Linked DNA regions of Mus musculus: all the other regions are linked to region 1. A link is a contact called in public Hi-C and HiChIP or PLAC-seq data. All regions are on one chromosome and are shown on one strand. The core of a region is the stretch at or near the end of the contact, and the rest is flanking DNA. Distances in the headings are between cores, read along the strand shown.

Evidence for each region. A called contact is a pair of places that touch in the nucleus more often than the background predicts. HiChIP or PLAC-seq counts read pairs in DNA pulled down with a chosen protein or histone mark.
Region 2: a Hi-C map of embryonic stem cells shows a contact between it and region 1, with 2.6 times the contacts expected there. The contact joins two enhancer-like sites. A contact is called at or near these places in 1 of 484 Hi-C or Micro-C datasets (embryonic stem cells) and 2 of 115 datasets of contacts at active chromatin or transcription factors (both in embryonic stem cells).
Region 3: a contact with region 1 is called in a FOXA1 HiChIP or PLAC-seq map of pancreatic cancer cells. The contact joins two enhancer-like sites. A contact is called at or near these places in 2 of 484 Hi-C or Micro-C datasets (embryonic fibroblasts and palatal mesenchyme) and 3 of 115 datasets of contacts at active chromatin or transcription factors (embryonic stem cells, fibro-adipogenic progenitors and pancreatic cancer cells).

What each region holds. Positions count from the first base shown.
Region 1 is chr11:7,422,350-7,425,326 of GRCm38.p6, forward strand. Gm36653 (a long non-coding RNA gene) reads left to right here. Exons shown (of 4, transcript XR_381034.2): 3 at 136-249; 4 at 931-983. Among named protein-coding and RNA genes, the nearest start is that of Gm36720, 5.0 kb to the right of the region's middle. Within about 2 kb of position 1,537, at least 105 of the 459 cell types and tissues checked have an H3K27ac peak or open chromatin away from gene starts, as enhancers often do. A contact at or near this core is called in embryonic stem cells and pancreatic cancer cells, where this site is marked.
Region 2 is chr11:6,893,799-6,896,742 of GRCm38.p6, forward strand. No RefSeq gene overlaps it. Among named protein-coding and RNA genes, the nearest start is that of Adcy1, 170 kb to the right of the region's middle. Within about 2 kb of position 1,488, at least 37 of the 459 cell types and tissues checked have an H3K27ac peak or open chromatin away from gene starts, as enhancers often do. A contact at or near this core is called in embryonic stem cells, where this site is marked.
Region 3 is chr11:8,237,898-8,240,785 of GRCm38.p6, forward strand. No RefSeq gene overlaps it. Among named protein-coding and RNA genes, the nearest start is that of Gm27393, 350 kb to the left of the region's middle. Within about 2 kb of position 1,629, at least 1 of the 459 cell types and tissues checked has an H3K27ac peak or open chromatin away from gene starts, as enhancers often do. A contact at or near this core is called in pancreatic cancer cells, where this site is marked.

The DNA of each region.
Region 1 (2,977 bases), core at 287-2,786:
AATTCTATCTCTTTAATAATGTTTTCTTTTGATCATTTCTTTGATGCAAGAATCAGTTTTCATTAAATAAAATAATGGTATTTTCAGTTTGCACAGTCATTTTGTTGGAGGGATTTTTTTTTTTTTTTTTTTTAGGACTAAAGAACAAGAAGTGAAAAAGAAGTCCAGTCAAGCAGCTCGCACCTGTAGCTCCACACTTGGGAGGCAGAGGCCGAAGGATTGCTGCGAGTGTGAGATTAACCTTCCACGGTGAGTTCCAAGCCAGCAAGAGCTACATAGAATGACCTTATCTTCAAAACCAAAAAGCAACAATGACAGGAGAGACAGACAGAGACAGAGACACAGAGAGGCATACTTCACTTCATGGCTTACATAAATAGCAAATAAGAATTTGGGGATTTTTACCTTCCTAGAATTAAAGTGATTTCACAGCTTCAAATAAACAAAACTGAAGATTCCTTCAACCAAAATGGTAAAAGAGTCAGGAGTTGTAAAGGCAGAGAACTATACATCTCAGTTTGCTGATAGTCACAGTTAATGCCAATCTCAACAGGACTATTTGTTTCATGACATTTACTTTGGTAACGATAGACACTGATACACTCTCAGAGAGACAATTGTCTATGTTTTCTCTCATCTGAGGTTCTGGGTAAATAAAATCATGTTTGTAACTATGTATGAAATAAAAATAGAAATAAAACTGCCTAAGGGAACAAAGTAGACTAAAGAGAGGGGAGAGAAGGTGAGGGCAGTGGGATACAGGGTGAAGACATACATATCCAGAATTTCTTAAAAATAAACTACACACACACACACACACACACACACACACACACGAATGAGGAACACAGGTACTAACTGAGTAGCAATGTGTAAAATTCAGGGATGTCAGCCAGACCTCTTCATGTAATGGCATGTGCTTTGTTTCAGCATTGAATCAGAACCCGATGCCTTTCTACAAACACCAGCAGAAACTACGCGAGCATCCTTTTCGTGTAAAGCAGAGCAGGTTCCTTTTCATTAGCTCTTAACTCATCAGGAGTCTGCGGACAGTCCTGTTCTCTCTTGGGACTCGTTGGGAACACTGTATTCACAAGGGGGCCCCTTTAAAGGGAGCCTTTCACACTGGAGAGCAGAAAGCAGGGGCAGCGCCAGGCTTCTAAGTTTTCTGCACTGGGTTGTGTGCACCTTGGGTTGTGCAAAAGGCAGAGCCCTCTGCCTTGGATAACCCACACAATGTAGATAGAGCTATCCTGATGCTAATGACTGCAGTAAACTCAGTTCTCGGCACTTACATTTCTATCTCGGTTTCTCCCCGGGAGTAGACGCCTGATTAACTGGGTGGCTCCCGCTGAATGCTGAGTGATTAGCATATCCCCAGGAGCTTTTGCACAGAACAGGGTTGGATGTGGGCCTCCTGATTGACCTCTTGTAGCACAGTGACTCAGCAGTCACAAGGCACCTCTCCTACTGCATTCCACAAAGTGCAAGGAGGATTCAAGAATTACTGGGCGACTCAGGGGTATTTTCCAGTCTGCACAGCATCACTGTTGAAACTTGTGGGTTCCATCTTGGCCTGGATTAGCTATGACACAGAGCTATGACTTACTGCCCAGAGTGATGTGTGTGTTACCCACAGCTTCAGGTAGGAGTCAGCCTGACTCAGGCCTTGGCAGGTGCCAGGATCTCTCTGCTCCTGTCTATGCAGCAACTGGCAATTTAGCAGCAGTGCCAGAAGAGATACGCTATCTGAGAACATTAGGGGACCTGTCACTTCTCACAGCTCAGGGTTGCTGGAGGATGGAGTTGTTGACCCTGATCAAAAACACCTGCCGCTCCTTCAGTTCAGTTCCTCTGAGGTGAAGGTGAGTCACAGAGAAGTTTCAGGTTTCAGCTGGTGAGGGATCACGCAGGCATCAGGCGTCATCTCCCAGAGCTGAAAGAGACCTGGGGCACCAGAATGCAAATCTTTCCAGATGTCAGCATCCCTCTGTGGCATCTTGCCAGGCCGTGCCTCCATGCTTACTTTAAACATAGGTGCAGAGCCTGATAAAACTGTAGCTGATGGTGATTTACCACCAATTCAACTCTAGGGTACCTCATAGATGTAGAGTCTAGAATTGGTGATGCAACCATGGGTTCCCACCTGGTGCCTGTGACTTATCTGAGAAGTCCACTACATGGTTCATGTTTATCCACCTTATGGCCAGAGTGGCCAGAGGGAGCAAATGTCCTAGTTTTTGTTGTACCCTCTACTTAGGTGTGGTTGATGTGTAAGAGCTACACACTGCCTTCCCAGTGTCCTAAATACCCTCTCAGAGAAAGAAAACATGATTCCTTCTGGGTGGAAAGGAAGGTATATGTTTTTCGAGTCACACATGCCCCTTTGCCTGAGTTTCTTCAATTGTGGACCAGTTTTGACATCCGGGCTTGTCCTTGGTCAATTCTCTAAGAGGAGACCTATGGGATAAGAGATTTCACAAGACCTTGTTCTCAGAGGAAATCAGTAAAGAACTTAAAGAGGGTAGCAAGATGGGTCAAGCAAAATTCAGTCAAAGATGCAGACCAATGATCCAGGGGAAACTGGGACGGAACACAGTCAGCACGGGTTGGCTCTCAGTGCAAGAAACTGGGCTCCTGTGTCTTCATGGAGTCAGGCTTGTCCTTGGTCAGTTGTCTAAGAGCAGACCAATGGGATAAGAGATTTCACAAGGATTTGTTCTGAGAGGAAATTAGTAAAGGAAGACCAGGAAATTCAAAGACCTGAATCCCTGGTCCTCTGCCTCAGATAGGAAAGGGTTCCAGCAGTAGATGGACCTGACAGTTTCCCAAGCCATTAGCATTTACCTCAGACTCTCTGTGTCCAGTGGCATTTTGCATGGTTATCCTTGTTAAAATCACAATTCAATCTTTGTTAAAACCACTTTGTCCCCAGAGTTTCCATAACACCTACAGGATAGAGCTCTTGCCTAGGTGA
Region 2 (2,944 bases), core at 238-2,737, 530 kb before region 1:
GAAGGCTTTCCCAAGGGCACTGCCAAGGATTCTTGAGGACGTGAGGTGGAACATTTGACATCCAGCTACTTCTCAGTTCCCAAGAATAGGCCCCTCCCACCATGAGGCCCTGACTGTGGCCAGTGCCTTCCAGCTCCATCTCCTACTTGTAGCTGTAAGGTGGTACCCTGCATCTCTTCTCTGCCCACCACTGGGACCTGCCTCTCCTCTTTGCAAGTGATGCCCTCTCATGGCTGAGCTGACACATTTCTTAGAGTCCATTTGGGATCTCAGCACTCTGGAGTTTTGGATAAGGCTCCTGCACTGGGCTCTCTCAGACTACATGAAAAATCAAGATGGAGTCACCCATGCTGAAGTTCCTCAGCTTCGGAGGACGGCTGAGATGTTGTCTGATTCTTTAAGAAGCTAGGGGAACCGAGCTAAGGAATTTCCATAGTAGGCCAGTTTCACCTGCATAGGTCCCCTGGGCCTCAGTCCTTACAGAGATGGAACCTGGCCACCCCGTGTTACCAACCAGATTCCTGCTGCTCTGTTTCTCTCTGTCCCACTTTACAAAGAGTCTAACTTTGAATCAACCAACCCACTTTCATCTCTCATTCCTGCATATCCCGCTTTCTGCTCAGCCCGTCTCTCCCTGTAAGACCAGGTTTTCGGTTTAGTTCCTTGGGAGACTAATTTTGGCTCACAGGGAGATTCCAGTAGAAGAGGTAAGGCGAGTTAAGAGCGTTCAGTCCTTAGCATGTGTGTGCCTGGTGATTCCAACTTGGTCAGGGATAAGAATGCAACTTCTCACACATGAAAGAAAGCACACGCCTGTGCACAAGCACTCATCTGTATTCCTGTTTTCAGATGTACACACTCACATTTGCACAGCAGTATACACAAACACACTTGACCATCACACACCTGGGTCCTCCTCTCTGGATCCCTGAAGGGTCCTGTCTGTGAGCCTGTGGGGTTACGGGAGGCTCTACTTGGGTCACGTTCAGTACCTACTTCAGACTCCCTCAGGAGGAAAAGGCAGGCCTGGCCCACCCTAACCTTGAACCTGGAGCAGAAAGATGAATGTGTGCCCCTAAAGCCCCACTCTTTGAGCCTGGAAACCTCTTCCTGCTGACATGAGGTGTTAGATGTGCTGGCCTGTCTCCCTCACAGTCTGGACTGTCTCCAGCTTGGGCAGAAGACAGACTTTCCTGATCCTCATCCCATATGGCTCAGACAACAGAATCTTACCTAGTTCCCTTGTGCCACTCCTCGAGAAAGGGGCTGGAGTCCTCCCTCCTTCAGAGTCCTCCTTTGGATAGTCTCACTAGAGAAGCTGGGGGTGGGGAGGATAAGGAGGTGGACAAATCACAAGCCCTCCTGGGGGTGGGGTTGCAGAGGTAACTCAGAGCCATCTGTTTGCTGAGGCATGCTGGTATTTCATTTGGTCTTTACGGGAGCCCTGCAACACCCACTTAATTAAATGAATTTGAAAGACAATCACATTGGGATGTGTGTGGTCTGCCCTTTGCCCTCAGATCACTTCACTGTGTCTGTCCCCTTCAGACAAAGAGACTCTATCCCTCCCAGGTGCTGAATCAGAAAAACCTGCATGTGACCTTGCCACCAGCACAGGTCCCATATTAAATCTTTTGAGTTAATCATCAAGCAGAGACACCACTGGCCGTGCCGTGACTACTCTGAGTTTGACCCCTTCAATACCATGTGATTCTGCTGAAACCAACCTTACACCCACAGGAAAACTATGCAGACTTTTACTTTGGTGGAATTATCGGTCCACGGGATACATTCTCAGTCTTTCTTAGCAGAGAGTGGGACTTCCACAGCACACAAGGCTATGCCCAGGGCTGTGCGGCAGTCACTTTCCTTATGAGGGGATGGGCATTAAACACAGTGAAAGCTTTCACATCAGTCTGTCTCACTAAATAATTGAAGAACATGGTTCCATAAAAGGAGAAAGTCATCCCCTTCCCCTTCAGAAAACAGGTTCAGCGGCATTCCAAGCAGATGACCCCAGTTTGGTTTCTCTCCACCAGCAACCCAACCCCAGCAGCTTGCAGGGCTCCACGGGATCTTGGCTCAGCATCAGCTCTCATGAATTCATCTGCTCCTGGCACGAAGACGAGTCCTGGAAATCTTGACGCCGACTGGGGAGACAATGTGAAAGTTGTCTGAGAAAGGCCAAACCTACCTCCAGAATGTGTATCTGGGGTTTGGAGGCCAAGCAGATAACTTTCTGTGTTCTAACGCTTGTGTCCCTGTGTGTGGAAGACGTCTCTGCTCAGTGAGAGAGAGCACAGCCTTTAGGCCCGGAGGGTCAGAAAGCAGACACAGCTGAAGATGTAGGCACAGTGAGCAAGGGTGCAAAGATGGAGGGAAACCAGGCTTCAGATAGGACTAAAATACAGAATTAGCCCTGTAGTTAGGGACACTTGGGCTTCAGTGACTTTCTTGTAGATATCTGGGAAATCACAAGGAAGACTCTAAGATTAAACACACACACATACACACACACACACACACACACACACACACACACACACACATACACACACACACACAGGCTCTGGAGAGATGGCTCAGTGGTTAAGACCATTTACTCTTCTCCAGCACTGTCACAGCTGCCTATGACGTCAGCTCCAGGGCATCATATGCCTCTGACCTTTGCAGGCACACATGTGCATGCGCACATACCCTCCTGCTTACATGTAATTAAAAATAAAGTAAGTCTTAAAAATTTATACAAAATATTCTAATTTTTTTCTCCAAATCTAGGGTTTGATCCTGTGGAGACAAAAGTCAAAACAGTTATCAAGATATTATGTAACTTAATAAAAATTAAATCACAGAGTTAAAAAAAGAACAAGAGTTTGGCTATCCTCTGAACAGGGTGGCATTTATAGTTTTAAATAAACATAGGAGATAATATGATCGACTGAAG
Region 3 (2,888 bases), core at 379-2,878, 820 kb after region 1:
AGCATTCTTATCCAAAATGAAGCACTGGTTACGTGCTCTGTGGTGCAGTGGGACCCCACGGTGTTCCTCAGATGTCTTTTGTGACGGAGTTGAGGTGAAGATAACCTATTAAGTCCAGTTTGTGCTGCCCATATGTGTATGGATGTAGAATCATTTACTAGAACATGGGAAACTTACCAGTGGTTGTATCCTGAGAGAGAGAGGGAGGGAGGGAGGGAGGGAGGGAGAGAGAGAGAGAGAGAGAGAGAGAGAGAGAGAGAATGAATGTGTCTCTGTGCCCCAGAAACTATTGACTTCTTGTGCAGGTAGCCACAGCTGCTATAAGAGCATGACTGCAATGTCCATGTCATATACAGAGAAGATAGCATCTTGCAGAGCTCCTCACCATCTTGTGGCCCTTCTGCTCTTTCCATCTTCTCTTCTATGATGTCCACAAATCCCTGCTGGTGATTCAGACCTGAACACTGAGTCTTTTGTTCTCAGCACTTTGGCCATTTATGAATTTTTCCATTGACTACTGTCCACTACAAAAAAAATAAAATAAAAATAAAAATAAAGAGCTTATCTAACCAAGGTTGAGAGCAGCCCAAGTCTATAGATATAATGATCAATATTTGGAAGGCAATTTGACAGTTTGACATTGAGCAAAATAACAATTGAGCAATATCAGGCTAACTTGGGGCTTATGAACTCCCAGCCGTGGGTTGATGACCAGGATTAAAGTACCACACATGAAATCCCCACCCCTTAAATCCAACCTGAAAGTGGTTATTAACCCTTTAACATCCATGCCATTATTGCACTGTCAAGCACATCTTATCTGTCAGATCATTATTACCCAACACAAGGTCCAGTACTCAGTGCAACCATTGATGTCCTTGTTCCTGTAATGTCTTTCATAACAACTTCCTGTGTGTGAAAGCCAGCCAGTAAAGGGATGTTTCCCAGTCCTTCTGATGAATGCAATGGTCTCAGGTGGATGTTTTCACTTGCCTGTGTGTTTTGATACCACTGACTATAATCCATATTCTATTCAGGAAGAACTGTCAAAAGCTCAATGTGTAAGATTTGGGAGAGATGGGTAATTCTATTCCTATGATCTTGGGTCCTGAAATTCCATCTCTTCATTAAAACATGTGTGTGTGTGTGTGTGTGTGTGTGTGTGTGTGTGTGTGTGTATGTGTGTGTGTGTTAAATGAAAACTTCAGGCTGCTCTCAAATTTACTGACATACAGAGAGAGAAAGCCTCTCACTGAATACAAGCTTGGGTCCTGAGAAGGATAGTAAATAGGCAACCCATTTGAAGAAGTAGGAAGTATGGAAGCTATAAAAATGAAGAGCAGAGGAGGTAACAGGCCATGGTTTCCCAGGGCCATCAGGCTGTCATCTGTCTTAAAATGACCAATGCCTCTCCCTTAAGGAGCAGCTATAATTCTTCCACATTGCAGTCTCCTTCCTGAAGAACCAGGGCAACACCAAGTTGAAATTCAAGTTAAGTTGTAACTAGCATCTGGAATCTTGCACTACAATGAAAAACAAACAAAGAAACAAACAACAACCACCACATGACCAGTTATGAGGAAACAGGATTGGAGAAAGTATATGGGAGTGTGGGTAAATGAGCTGACTCACTTAGCAAATGAGTTGACTCACTTAGCAAAGATGGGGTCTCCTCTGGGTGCTTTCATCCAACTATTTCACAAAACAAATCCAGTGCATTTTATAGCTTCAAAAGGTTTAGTGTTACCAGGCACATATCTTTAGTCGCAGAACTCTACAAGCAAAGGCAGGCCTATCTCTGAGTTCAAGAACAGCCTGCTTAACACAAAGAGATCTATATTGGAAAATAATAATAATAATAACAACACCAACAAAAATAACCAAACAAAGAAAGACTTAGTGTTGAATGTTTAGTACAAACAAGAAACTGAATTCTCTGGCTCTACAGTGCAGCCTGTCTCTTCTCTTTAAAAAGGACGTCAGATCTGAGAGGATTGATCTGACTACACACTGAAAATGCAAACACAGCTATAGTCTAGTGTTTATGTCCCAAACTGAAACTTGACCTCTCTGCAAATGCTGAGAGGTGTGGCCTGATGAGAGGTGCTCAGACAAAAACTTGTGAATAGACTATTGCTGTGTAAAGAAAGTTCCACAAGTTTAGCTCTAATTCCAGGTAAGGAAGAATTCTTCCACTCAGCCTGATGACACAATCAGACACAAACAGGGACATCGACTGTAAAAGAAACTTTTATTTGCCAAGTGTAATTGTCATCTGGGAGGTTTACTGTTGAATAAGCACACCCTTCCTAGGTCTTTCTGAACTCTGGCTGACTGAGTCAACTTTGTTCTAGCTCAAAACTCCTTTCCAAGCTCACTGATTCAACCCAGCTTCTCTTGTCTTCTGACTGAATTGTTCTGCTTGCCCTAATACTAGCTTTGACAATCTGTTCTAATCTTCTGACTCCTCCTCATTGTCTGGCTTACTCTGTCTTCACCTGTGTCTAGCTTTTTCTCTCTGCAACCAGTCCCAGTAAATCACGCGCGCGCGCGCGCGCACACACACACACACACACACACACACACACACAAAACTTTCTCTCCCTGAGCTGCTCTTAAGTAGTCCCTCTTTCCTGTCTGTTCCTGTGAGAGTTGGGCATATCTTATCTCTGACACATTCTGATAAATCTTTCTCTGATTCATCTCTTTATTTGGCCCTCAAATAAACATCACTTTCAAACATGGCTGCTTCCTTCTACGAACTAACTTTACCTTCATTGTTTGAAATTGAGTTGTGTGTGCTATGGGTGTGTCTGTATTCTAGCCAGATCATGCTGTATCCTCCAGGGTTAGGATGTCTGCACTCTGTCCAGAGAATCATATCTTTG